Linked DNA regions of Capra hircus: region 2 is linked to region 1. The links are chromatin contacts, called in public Hi-C maps. All regions are on one chromosome and are shown on one strand. Each heading gives the region's core, a stretch centred on a gene start, on an enhancer-like site or on the middle of the called end of the contact. The rest is flanking DNA. Distances are from core to core; before and after follow the strand shown.

Region 1 (6,450 bases), core at 3,798-6,297:
CACTGACTCACTCTACTTACTGTTTCTCAGTAGCATTTTCTGATCCCAAGACTTCACATACACTGTCACTAATGTGACACGCTCCCATATCTTAAGGGATAACAGTAACTTCTCTACTCAGACTGTTTCCCATTTCTCTGTAATTTTCGGGATTATGCCTTCTAATCAGAAGCTACTGTCCTAATGTTCTGAAACAGGAAGGCTTAATGTACATATAGTAAAAGATGACATGGTTTTAATCCTAAACTGTGGAAGGGCTGGGTAACTGTCATGTAGAGGCCGATGTAATTGGTACGCGTGTGTGCATGCTCAGTCGCTTCAGTGTCCGACTCTGTAACCTCATGGACTGTAGCCCGCCAGGCTCCTCCGTCTATGGGATTTTCCAGGCATTAATACTGGAGTGGGTTGCCATGCCCTCCTCTAGAGGATCTTCCCATCCCAAGGACTGAATCCACATCTCTTGCAACTGGTATAAATGTGACTGGTATAAACAGAGAGAATCCCCCTGAAGATCTATAAGGACCACGTTTCTGGCATGTGCAGCTGTTTTCCAGAGTAAGCTACTTTTTCAGAAAATCAACTGATGGTGGTATTCAGGTTCTTCTCTGAACGAGACCAAATGTTCTAAGTATCTCCTGGAAAATAGTGAACTGTAATGCTGCAAGGGAGACGGAACGAACGATACACAGCGACAGCACCAGCTGACGGGAACACAAGCACCCCCAAACCACATGACAGCACAGGGGCGCTTAGGTAGCATGAAGGAGTCAGAGGGGATCTTCTGGACTTAACGCCTCTCATCCGAGGCAGGTCCAATGACAGGCCTTTCAAGACTTGACACACAGCAAAGGACGCAGAAAACTTCCTGAAATTCATTTTAAATAGTGAATGCTTGCCTGTATTTTTAGGACCTGCGATCTGAAGATGCTTTTTCTTCCCTGACATGGGCAATCTTCTTTTGAGAGTTACTGAGAAGAGCAAAAAGCCCAGGCTCCCATTCTGACTCTTGTAAGACTCCCTAATGTTTCAGGGGTCATTCCTGGTCACACACTGTCCTGCTGCAGAAACTCTTCACTTATTTTGCTTCCACTGTTTTCATCTTCATTCGAATAGTTTCCTGAATCTTGACTAGCTTGGGAATTGTACTCTTCGTGAACTTCATCAGCTTCATTAGTCTCTTCTATCTCAGTAATAATGCTTGCATTTTCAATTACAAAACACCTTTCCGTCTGTTCCTCAGAAGTGGAGAGGAGTAGATTCCTTAGTGGCTGATCAGAGAAATGCTAATTCAAAAGGGAAAGAACAGAAATAGATTATTTAAAAGAACAAAAAGTGGTTTCCGAGTTCCAATAAGCTTCAGTTTCTTAAATCCTTTATCTAGAAATCCTATCTTTTGACATGCGTATTAAAAAGAGCGCATCCACTGCACTATCGTGTCTAGAAAAAAACCACCACCAGTGAGGTCACGAACATCTCAGTACTGCTTTGGGGAAATTATCCAAACAGTCTCTAAGAAAGTCCACTGTGCTGTGAGGGGTAGGGGGTGGAAGGGCGTGGTGGGTAAGGAAGGAATGGGAGGGCACTGGGACTGGGGACATTTTATTGTGAAATAATAAAAATGTTGGTACCCAATCCGAAAACATCCAGAAGGAGCACAAGGGAGAAGTTAACTTTTTCCCAGTTCCGCTAAGAGTAACTTGCTAGTCTTAAAGTTCTTTAAATAACAGCTCTGAATAGAAGAGCACATAGAAACAACACTAGAAAACTCAGGGATAAGAGGGTGAAACAGCTCACCTGGACAGAGTGCTGGCACAGCGGCGGGTCTTTCTGGTCTCCCGCCCTCGCCCCTCACAGTTCTACGGGATGGCGCTGCTGGCGCTGCTTTACAGCTACGGGCACTTGTGCAAGTGCTCACAACTGAGCCGCGCATGTTCACAGCCAGTCAGTGAAATACACTACAGCCCGTCAGTGAGCCACCTTCTGGCCTCTGGCTCCACAGCCTGAGAACCTGAAGCAAGGCAGGCAGCGCGGGAGCCACTCCAGGTGCAGACGCCACCCCCGGACAGCGCCCACGCTGACGGTCATCGCGCCGTGCTTCCACTAACTATGCCAGCCACACGGACGTGCCAGCCAAAACACCGAGGTGCTGCGAGAGGAAAAGCGTGTTTCTCTACCTCGTTTTCTGTGATTTCATCTACAGAAAAAAGTTTTTGCACTGGCGACAATGTTTTAACCTTTTTGGGAATATAGGTGGTAAAACAAGTGCCACAGCAGCCAAACTGCCAGAAAAACATGGGATTAAGGACACATTCTTCTATTCCATGCTACATTCTATTACATGACTGCTTCTGAAGTCAGTTTTCTAAAACTCTGAAGGAAAAAAACCCAGGTCAGTCTGTATTATTTTTTGACTATCAGGAACACATTTCTATTCTGTTGCAATCAAATATATTTCCCTTTTATTTTCAGAAAAATCCAGCTAGCTGTTGACCAAGAAAAGTAACCTACCTCGTCAACAGAGGAAGGAGGTTTACTTGATGGAAAGAACACATATTTGACACATCTCAAGAAGACTCTCACAACATAAATGACCACAGGAATAGAAAACAATGCAGTGCAAATTCCAGCTATAAGCCAGGTTTTGGAAGTGTTTCCTAAAAAGAAATAAATGGTGTTTAGCATCAATATAGGTTTTGACACACAAATATATTAAGACTGCTGACAGTTTGTGTGAAAGAAATACAGCCATGTGAAAGGAAATTTACATTGTTAAATAATATCAATAACATAAAAAATTCACAACTAAGGGATTTCCACATGATAATTATATCAAAGGTTATATAAAAAATAAAAGTCTCATTAAATTCTAAGAGTAACAAAAGAAATTAATTATGTGGGTATGCATGAAATATAAAGCATGCAAAAACCATTGAACTAAGTTGAGTATTGAAAATATTTTCTAAAACTCAGTGTGAAGTTTTGTGAAGGTCAGTGTAAAGGTCTGATTTTGACTTAAATGGTCCATTAAGAAAATATTCTCTATATTTTTGTGGTAAAACACAAATATTTTACAGTTTTCAATGAATTGGTTATTTTTTGTTAAATCTGGCGACATTAAAAAAGAAAAAGTAAAATAAAAGATCCTGACCTGGTTTTGTTTTCTTACACACAGTATCACTGAAACTGCTCCCTTTATTCCGCCTGTCATTTTCAATGAGTGCTCTGGCTTTGACACAATACACAGTCAGCGGTTTCAAGTTAGGAAAGGTAAAATCGGTTCTTTTCTCTAGAACTTTTCTCTATAAAAAAAATAAGTAAATCATTGATAAAATTTAGAACCCCAAGAAATCATAGAGGGAATATCTGTTTCCTGAATTCCTTAAATATTCATTCTAAGATTAGCCTCTCCCAAACACTCGGTTGGTATATTTTAAGAAATATTAATTTATTTTGGACAACACACCATTACCAAACTCAAAAGTGAAACATGCTCCTGCCAAAAGAATACCATATAGTCCTAAGACAACTCGAAGTTATTTTATCAGTACATGCAGATTTGGCTGAATTACCATCGTGTTACCTCTGGTTAGTGGCAGAACAATTAAGTGCAGGGGGCGGGGTCTGGTCTCAAACTGCCTGTATCAAGATGTTACTTATAGCTATGTAGTCTTAGGCAAGTTATTTAATTTCCCCGGGCCCTATTCCCAGATCTGTAAAGTGAGGACAATTACTACTCCTATTTGTCTTAGTCAGCTAGCTATTGCTATTGTTTTGTTACTGTGGTGTAACAAAACAGAGCAAGTACAGCAAAGTAACACTGCACTGCTGTGTAACGAAACAGCCTGTGGCTCAAAACACATTTTTCTTTTTTTTTAAAAGAATTAAACTTTTTATTTTGTATTGGGGTACAGCCAATTAACAGTGCTGTGAGAGTTTCAGGTGGACAGCAAAGGGACTCAGCCACGCATATACATGTATACAGAACGTTTGTTTTTGTTGCTCTGAGCGGATCGTGAGCAGATCGTGAGCGGATTGGCTGGGGGAGCTCTCTGAGGCTGTGGGTCACGTTCAGGTGTGCTCTACAGCCTCTCATCCGCCTTGGCCCACAGACCGCGTGGAGCTTGCTTTCCTCTTGGCAAATGGGAGAAGCGCAAGAGCCAAGCCAAACCCCACAGGTGCACTTAAGGCCTCAGTCATACCACATCCACTCACGTTTCACTGCCTACGGCCCAGCATCAGCGAAGCAGTAATGGATACTCCATCCCAAGTATTTTCTGAAGAGTAATTTAATCGATCCAACTGTCTGGCAGGGTTGTTTGGAAGACCAATTGAGACAATTCATGTAAAATACTTAGCGCCGGCACCCAATACACAATAAGTATCCAATAAATATGAGCTGTTATTATGACTGTAATTATTGATGTCTTACCCAGCATAAGATAGGATGGCAAACAAAGGTTATTGAATCTCTATTTGTCAGGCAATGCAGTAGGTATTTCCATAAACACTACCTCCTTTTAAACCTTAAAAACATCTGTTCAAAAAAAAATTAAGTTGCTATGACTCCCGCCACTTTAGAAAAGAGGAAATGAGTTTCAGTGGTCAAGCACCTTGCCTAAGCTTACACCATTTGGTACTCTGAGACACAAATTTAGGTTTTCCAGATCTAGGGAGGACTTAGAACTAACCACAATACTCAACAGGGCTAAACTGTGCAGAGTCTTCAGATAGTTAAAATCAAAGTATCCAAATCACTGGACTTTTCTTGGATTTTCAACAGAAAATGAAGTTTGAAAATTCACCAACTTAACTGTAGCAGGTTTTTAAAGGCTGATTCCCTGACAGTAATTCCACAGGGAAAAGTGACCCAGGAATAATGTGGACTATCTGATGTGCATTAGCCTGTCAGCGGTTTCTGAATTTTAGGGCCACAAACCATGATCACAGCTAAGAGTCTTTTGTCCCCTAAAAGCCAGTCTTTGTCCTCGTGGAGGTGCCCCAATGTCTGGCACTACAGGGAGGTAGTCTGGGTTGTCACACCTGGGAGGGAGGGCTACCAGCACCTAGTGAGCAGTGGGGAGGGGCCTTACTGGCCATCCTATAATGCACAAGGCAGCTCCTGCAACTAACCGTCCAACCCAAATGTCAGCAGTGTTGAGAAACCCTGGTTCATGAATCCCTGAGGATCATGATAAAAACTCCTGAGCTCTACCCTCAGAGGTTCTAACTGAGTACAAATGAACTCAGGATCTGAAGCTTAGAAACTAGCTGGGGCCACTTTCCTGGTGGTCCAGTGGCTAGGACCTCGTGCTTCCACTGCAGGGCAGGTGAGCTCCCTTCCCTGGTCAGGGAACTAAGTTTCTGCATGCCACTTGGCGAGGCCAAGAAATTCCCCCAAACCAACAGCAACTAACTGGAGGCCCAGACGCAGCTGACCGTAACTCTCACCAAGTAAAACATGAAACGCCCATTTCTTCCTATAGAAAATATCTGAGTTAATCATATAACAATTTCCCAGCAATTTTAACTTCAAGCTTTGCTTACCCAAATCATAGTCACAACTCTAAGTTATAAACCTATACTACACAGTCTTTTTACCTCAGCATTTGAAGTGTTTTCCCAAAAAATTACTTCATAAACTAGTGGGTAGAGCTGATTGACAGACATGTTTTCAGACTCTTCTGAAGCACTGACACTGACATGCAGTGAATCATCAGTAATGGATTTCATGCTGATGACTGGAGGAAATATGATAGCTAGGAAAAAAATGTGTAAAGACACAAAATTCAAATTAGACTACAAAACAATCCTAAGAATTCATAATTGGAGAATCACAAAGTAAAACAAAAACTATTGGCTTACGTTTCACTTCCGTATTAAATTCCTTCTCTTCAGACCAAAAAGAGGTACCATTTCCATTAGATGCTCGTACACGGACATAGTAAATTCCCCTTGAGAAAATATCTCGAGGAAAGACACAGTGGGTAGCTGTGACATTTTCACAGTTTGGTATTTGTTTCCATTTGTTTGAATGATTCCCAGGAATCTTTTTTAAAAAGGCACTTTAAGACAAAAAGATATTTTTCATTCCAAACACGTTCAGTAAACATGTACTGAGCACCTGCAATAGGCCAGACATTCTGTTAGGGGCCAAAGTTACAGAGGTAAACGGTCCTCACTCTTGAGAAACTCACAGGACAGTGGAAAAGATGTGTTCACAAAAGAAAACCAAAGACCTTGCTCAAGCGTGTGATAAAGAAGTAGTGTGAAGGGTTGGCTCAAGCTGGTGCACAAAAACAACTGCTAAATTTTCAGGAATGCTACCAGCTAGCTGGTAAATGCACTCACTGTTAAAAGTTACATAAACTTACAAATAAATGTGTTGTATTAAAAACTAAAGTGATAAAAAATGCAAAACTCATCTTCTCCTAACTGTTTTCCCTACATTTT
Region 2 (6,889 bases), core at 3,627-6,126, 190 kb after region 1:
TTATTGATATTTCTCTCCGACAATCTTGATTCCAGCTTGTGATTCTTCCAGTCCCAGCGTTTCTCATGATGTACTCTGCATATAAGTTAAATAAGCAGGGTGACAATATACAGCCCTGACATACTCCTTTTACTATTTGGAACCAGTCTGTTGTTCCATATCCAGTTCTAACTGTTGCTTCCTGACCTGCATACAGATTTCTCAAGAGCCAGGTCAGGTGGTCTGGAATTCCCATCTCTTTCAGAATTTTCCACAGTTTATTGTGATCCACACAGTCAAAGGCTTTGACATAGTCAATAAAGCAGAAATAGATGTTTTTCTGGAACTCTCTTGCTTTTTCCATGATCCAGCGGATGTTGGCAATTTGATCTCTGGTTCCTCTGCCTTTTCTAAAACCAGCTTGAACATCAGGAAGCTCACGGTTCACGTATTTCTGAAGCCTGGCTTGGAGAATTTTGAGCATTACTTTACTAGCATGTGAGATGAGTGCAATTGTGCAGTAGTTTGAGCATTCTTTGGCATTGCCTTTCTTTGGGATTGGAATGAAAACTGACCTTTTCCAGTCCTATGACCACTGCTGAGTTTTCCAAATTTGCTGGCATATTGAGTGCAGCACTTTCACAGCATCATCTTTCAGGATTTGAAACAGCTCCACTGGAATTCCATCTCCTCCAATAGCTTTGTTCGTAGTGATGCTTTCTAAGGCCCACTTGACTTCACATTCCAGGATGTCTGGCTCTAGATGAGTGATCACATCATCATGATTATCTTGGTCGTGAAGATCTTTTTTGTACAGTTCTTCCGTGTATTCTTGCCACCTCTTCTTAATATCTTCTGCTTCTGTTAGGTGCAGACCATTTCTGTCCTTTATCGAGCCCATCTTTGCATGAAATGTTCCCTTGGTATCTCTAATTTTCTTGAAGAGATCTCTAGTCTTTCCCATTCTGTTGTTTTCCTCTATTTCTTTGCTTTGATCCCTGAGGAAGGCTTTCTTATCTCTTCTTGCTATTCTTTGGAACTCTGCATTGAGATGCTTATATCTTTCCATTTGTCCTTTGCTTTTCACCTCTCTTCTTTTCACAGCTATTTGTAAGGCCTCCCCAGACAGCCATTTTTCTTTTTTGCATTTCTTTTCCATGGGGATGGTCTTGATTCCTGTCTCCTGTACAATGTCACGAACCTCATTCCATAGTTCATCAAGCACTCTATCTATCAGATCTAGGCCCTTAAATCTATTTCTCACTTCCACTGTATAATCATAAGGGATTTGATTTAGGTCATACCTGAATGGTCTAGCGGTTTTCCCTACTTTCTTCAATTTAAGTCTGAATTTGGCAATAAGGAGTTCATGATCTGAGCCACAGTCAGCTCCCAGTCTTGTTTTTGTTGACTGTATAGAGCTTCTCCATCTTTGGCTGCAAAGAATATAATCAATCTGATTTCGGTGCTGACCATCTGGTGATGTCCATATGTAGAGTCTTCTCTTGTGTTGTTGGAAGAGGGTGTTTTCTATGACCAGTGCATTTTCTTGGAAAACTCTATTAGTCTTTGCCCTGCTTCATTCCACATTCCAAGGCCAAATTTGCCTGTTACTCCAGGTGTTTCTTGACTTCCTACTTTTGCATTCCAGTCCCCTATAATGAAAAGGACATCTTTTTTGGGTGTTACTTCTAAAAGATCTTGTAGGTCTTTATAAAACCGTTCAACTTCAGTTTCTTTAGTGTTACTGGTTGGGGCATAGACTTGGATAACTGTGATATTGAATGGTTTGCCTTGGAGACGAACAGAGATCATTCTGTCGTTTTTGAGATTGCATCCAAGTACTGCATTTCAGACTCTTTTGTTGACCATGATGGCTACTCCATTTCTTCTGAGGGATTCCTGCCCACAGTAGTAGATATAATGGTCATCTGAGGTAAATTACAAGTAACCTTATGGTAAACCAAGTACACTTTTAGCAAAGAATCCTAAGATCCCCTGGAGAAGGAAATGGCAACCCACTCTAGTATTCTTGTCTGAAAAATCATGTGGACAGAGGAGCCTGGTGGGCTATATATAGTCCATGGGGTCACAAAGAGGCAAAGCTGAGCACCATGCCTACTTTTAGCAGAGGATTGTTCTTTTCAGGTTGTATTTGGGATATTAGTAGTGAAAGTGAAAGTGAAGTTGCTCAGTCATATCTGACTCTTTGCGACCCCATGGACTGTAGCCTACCACGTTCCTCCATCCATAGGATTTTCCAGGCAAGAATACTGGAGTGGGTTGCCATTTCCTTCTGCAGGGGATCTTCTCAACCCAGGGATTGAACCCAGGTCTCCCTCATTGCAGGCAGATGCTTTACTGTCTGAGCCACCAGGAAAGCCCCTGGTAATGGTGTATTTTGCATAAAGTCTCTGATACATGGAGGCATAAAGCCATGTATACAGAATCTTTCTAATGACATTTGTCTGCAATGAACTGATTGCTTAGGAAGACGATTTTGGAGGCATTTGCCATCCTTAAGCTAACTCTTTAGACTGTGTAGACCACAGTTTAAGGTGGCAGGGTGGGACCCAAAGTGGGCCTAGGGACCAGTTAGCCTGACCGCCCAGGACACCTGCCCCTGCCCTTGTTCCCTCTCAGAGGCTCTGAACCAAGGGTGTGTTATTGGACAGGACTCCATTCGCCTGGGGAGCAAGGGTGCTCCATTGTAGGCAGGTTGCTATTGTCTAACTGCAGGATTAATGAGGCCACCCCAGGCTCAGTGAAGCTTCTTGTGTCACCCCAGGCTAGCCAAGCAGCAGAACTCTCCCAGCCTTGAGGGGAGCAGGGGTGGGGAAGGGGGAATTGGGAGGGAGGAGAGAGTCCCTGAGACTGGGCTTGAGGATGTCCAGAGCGGCGCTTACCACTCTGGCCTTACCATCTGCAACTCCCCATTTGGTGAGTCAGGAACCTGACTGGGCCTCTGCAGATGACTGCCAGCTGCCCTGCTTGTGTCCTGAACTTACTAACTTTCTTCCATATCTTTAGATATGGGAACTTGCGTGGCTTTCCTAAGAGTGACTGGGTCTGGGCTTTCTATTAATTTGAGTGCACCATTGATGCTTGCCAATATGGCGGTGGGGTGAAGACCTTTGAACCACAGGTTCATCATTATGGGAGTAAAAACAACATAGGTGATTTAATTTCTAGAGAGCAATGAAAATTTTAATGCACATATTTATTTTTAATATATATTATGTGTGCTTCCCAGGTGGCCTTAATGGTAAAAACCCACCTGCAAATGAAGTAGGCTGAATAGATGCAGGCTCGATCCCTGGGTCAGGGAGAATCCCTGGAGGAGGGCACGGCAACCTGCTTGTATTCTTGGCTTAAGAATCCCATGGACAGAGGAGCCTGGCAGGCTGCGGTCGATAGTCACACCGAGTCAACTGAAGCGACTTAGCATGTACGCATGCATACGTCATACAAACAAAATGAATATGTAATATGTAATATATATAACATACGGTCTTCCCTGGTGGCTCAGCAGTGAAGAATCTGCCTGTAATGGAGGAGGTGCAGGGGATGTGGGTTTGATCTCTGTGTTGGGAAGATCCTCTGGAGAAGGGCATGGCATCCCACGGCAGTATTCTTGCCTGGGAAACCCCATGACAGGGGAGGCTGGTGGGCTACAGTCCATGGGGTCAAACAGAGTCAGACACAACTAAAGTGACTTAGCGTGCATCCATATGTAATACATATGTAATGTATAAAGAGATATAGTTTAATAATGTATTAAAATATTAAAAGTATTTTTCAGTTCAGTTCAGTCACTCAGTCATGTCCGACTCTTTGCAACCCCATGAATCACAGGACGCCGGGCCTCCCTATCCATCACCATCTACCAGAGTTCACTCAGACTCACATCCATCGAGTCTGTGATGCCATCCAGCCATCTCATCCTCTGTTGTCCCCTTCTCCTCCTGCCTCCAATCCCTCTCAGCATCAGAGTCTTTTCCAATGAGTCAACTCTTCGCATGAGGTGGCCAAAGTACTGGAGCTTCAGCTTTAGCATCATTCCTTCCAAAGAAAACCCAGGGCTGATCTCCTTCAAAATGGACTGGTTGGCTCTCCTTGCAGTCCAAGGGACTCTCAAGAGTCTTCTCCAACACCACAGTTCAAAAGCATCAATTCTTTGGTGCTCAGCCTTCTTCACAGTCCAACTCTCACATCCATACATGACCACTGGAAAAACCATAGCCTTGACTAGATGGACCTTAGTTGGCAAAGTAATGTCTCTGGTTTTTAATATGTTATCTAGATTGGTCACAACTTTTCTTCCAAGGAGTAAGCGTCTTTTAATTTCATGGCTGCAATCACCATCTTCAGTGATTTTGGAGCCCAAAAAAACAAAGTCTGACACTGTTTCCACTGTTTCCCCATCTATTTCCCATGAAGTGATGGGACCAGATGCCATGAACTTCATTTTCTGAATGTTGAGCTTTAAGCCAACTTTTTCACTCTCCTCTTTCACTTTCATCAAGAGGCTTTTTAGTTCCTCTTCACTTTCTGCCATAAGGGTGGTATCATCTGTATATCTGAGGCTATTGATATTTCTCCCGGCAATAACAAAACTGAAAGCGGAGTGGCTAGCTGTTATGGGCTGAACTGTATCCCTCCCCCCACCCCACTCCACCCCGCTCCAAATTCATATGTCAAAGTCCGAACCCCTAGGACGTCAGAATGTGACTGTGTTTAGAAACAGGGCCTCTGAAGAGGTGATTAAGAGAAAATGAAGTCAGTAGACTGGGCCCTAATCCAATACAACTGGTGCCGTGATAGGAGGAAGTTAGGACACGCACAGGGAAGCCCCCGTGAGGACTCAGGGAGTAGACAGTCATCTACAAGCCACGGAGACAGGCCTCAGGGGAAACCAACCCTGCCAACACCTTAACTTCAGACTTCTGGCCTTCGGAACGGAGCAAATAGATGTCTGTTGTTGAGACCGCCCAGTCTGTGGCCCGCCGTCTGTGCAGTCTGGCTGGCTAAGTGGCCATCTTGTTGGTGTCTGTAGCATCCTTTAAGCTAGGGAAGGGCTCCCTCTCTGTGTTAAACACCAAATGCCCTGAAAACAATGCATTTCATGTTTGGACACCATAGAATTAAGAACCAAGTATTTAGATGCTTCTTTTCAGCATCCTTTATAGAATCAAGAATATAGAATCCTCATCCAATTCTTTGGAGAAAGCAATGGCAACTCACTCCAGTGCTCCTGCCTGGAAAGTCCCATGGATGGAGGAGCCTGGTAGGTTTCAGTCCATGGGGTCGCTGAGGGTCGGTCAGACTGAGTGACTTCACTTTCACTTTTCACTTTCATGCATTGGAGAAGGAAATGGCAACCTACTCCAGTGTTCTTGCCTGGAGAATCCCAGGGACGGCGGAGCCTGGTGGGCTGCCGTCTATGGGGTCGCACAGAGTCGGACGTGACTGAAGCGACTTAGCAGCAGCAGCAGCAGCATCGAATTCTTTACAGATTCCTTCACCTGGAAGTTCAGTTCAGTTCAGTTCAGTCACTCAGTCGTGTCTGACTCTTTGTGGCTCCATGAATTGCAGCACGCCAGGTCTCCCTGTCCATCACCAACTCCCGGAGTCCACCCAAACTCACGTCCATTGAGTCAGTGATGCCATCCAGCCATCTCATCATCTGTCGTCCCCTTCTCCTCCTGCCCTCAATCTTTCCCAGCATCAGGGTCTTTTCAAATGAGTCAGCTCTTTGAATGAGGTGGCCAAAATTTTGGAGTTTTAGCTTCAACATCAGTACTTCCAATGAACACCCAGGACTGATTTCCTTTAGGATGGACTGATTGGATCTCCTTGCAGTCCAAGGGATTCTCAAGAGTCTTCTCCAACACCACAGTTCAAAAGCATCAATTCTTCTGTGCTCAGCTTTCTTTATAGTCCAACTCTCACATCCATACATGACTACTGGAAAAACCATAGCCTTGACTAGACGGACCTTTATTGACAAAGTAATGTCTCTGCTTTTTAATATGCTGTCTATGTTGGTCACAACTTTCCTTCCAAGGAGTAAGCGTCTTTTAATTTCATGGCTGCAGTCACTATCTGCAGTGATTTTGCAGCCCAAAAAATGAGTAGGTGTGCTATTAAAAATTCAGCAGCTGGGGATGGGGGTTTCCTATCGTGCTGGCTGTGGAGGAAGGGGTGGGGAGGCCCTGGGGGAGGGGCTGGGTGGCCTGGGCAGGCTCGGGAGGATGGAGTTGGAGGGAAAGACTATGCACCAACCCCTTACGGAAGATGTGGCCGTTTGGGGTGTCCATTAAAGATCAGTTTGTAATCACACAAAATCTTTTTCTAGTACTTCCTTTATGAAACTGCAAATCTTTAACCTAGGTAGTGCTCCTAGAAATAGTCCTCAAGCAAGTACTCTCTACTATGCAGGAAATCACTGTCTGGCCATGGTTTGTGATTGTTCAACACACATTCCTTGTAAGTCAGATTCATTCTAGTGACCTCACCCTCCTTATCGTGGACAAGTTGTACAAATGAGACAGCAAGTCTGGAGTCTAAGTCAGGTACATCACAGTTAGAGGGTGAAAGTCTCCATCCCTTCCATGGCTACAAAACAGAGGGCAACCCAAGCAAATTGTGTTCCCGAAAGCTACCAAGAGAATGGAAAGATCAGCCCCTAGACTGGTATCACGTGGTAGGTGTCCAATTAATAATTTTAAAATAAGCGAATAGTGACCAGACTCCATGAAATGGAAACGGTTGGCAGCCTCTGTTCCAAGCATGGGTGGTCACTTGGCTGTTGTAGATTATTTCTGCAAAGTGAGAGTTATCTTCTGTTGTTCAGAGAGCAAATAAGAAAACAGAGGGTGAAAGCCCAGAACCTGTCCAGGCTCAGCCT

Evidence for each region. Hi-C and Micro-C count contacts between places; a contact is called where the count stands out from the background.
Region 2: a contact with region 1 is called in a Hi-C map of blood, with 7 times the contacts expected there. The contact joins two enhancer-like sites. A contact is called at or near these places in 3 of 5 Hi-C or Micro-C datasets (blood and liver).

Annotation. Positions count from the first base shown.
Region 1 is chr1:626,419-632,868 of ARS1.2, forward strand. IFNAR1 (interferon alpha/beta receptor 1) reads right to left here. Exons shown (of 11, transcript XM_018046572.1): 7 at 5,863-6,062; 8 at 5,599-5,756; 9 at 3,149-3,299; 10 at 2,509-2,654; 11 at 1-1,283. The coding sequence ends at 1,044. Among named protein-coding and RNA genes, the nearest start is that of IFNAR1, 23 kb to the right of the region's middle. Within about 2 kb of position 5,048, at least 1 of the 5 cell types and tissues checked has an H3K27ac peak or open chromatin away from gene starts, as enhancers often do.
Region 2 is chr1:820,090-826,978 of ARS1.2, forward strand. No RefSeq gene overlaps it. Among named protein-coding and RNA genes, the nearest start is that of IFNAR2, 31 kb to the left of the region's middle. Within about 2 kb of position 4,877, at least 2 of the 5 cell types and tissues checked have an H3K27ac peak or open chromatin away from gene starts, as enhancers often do.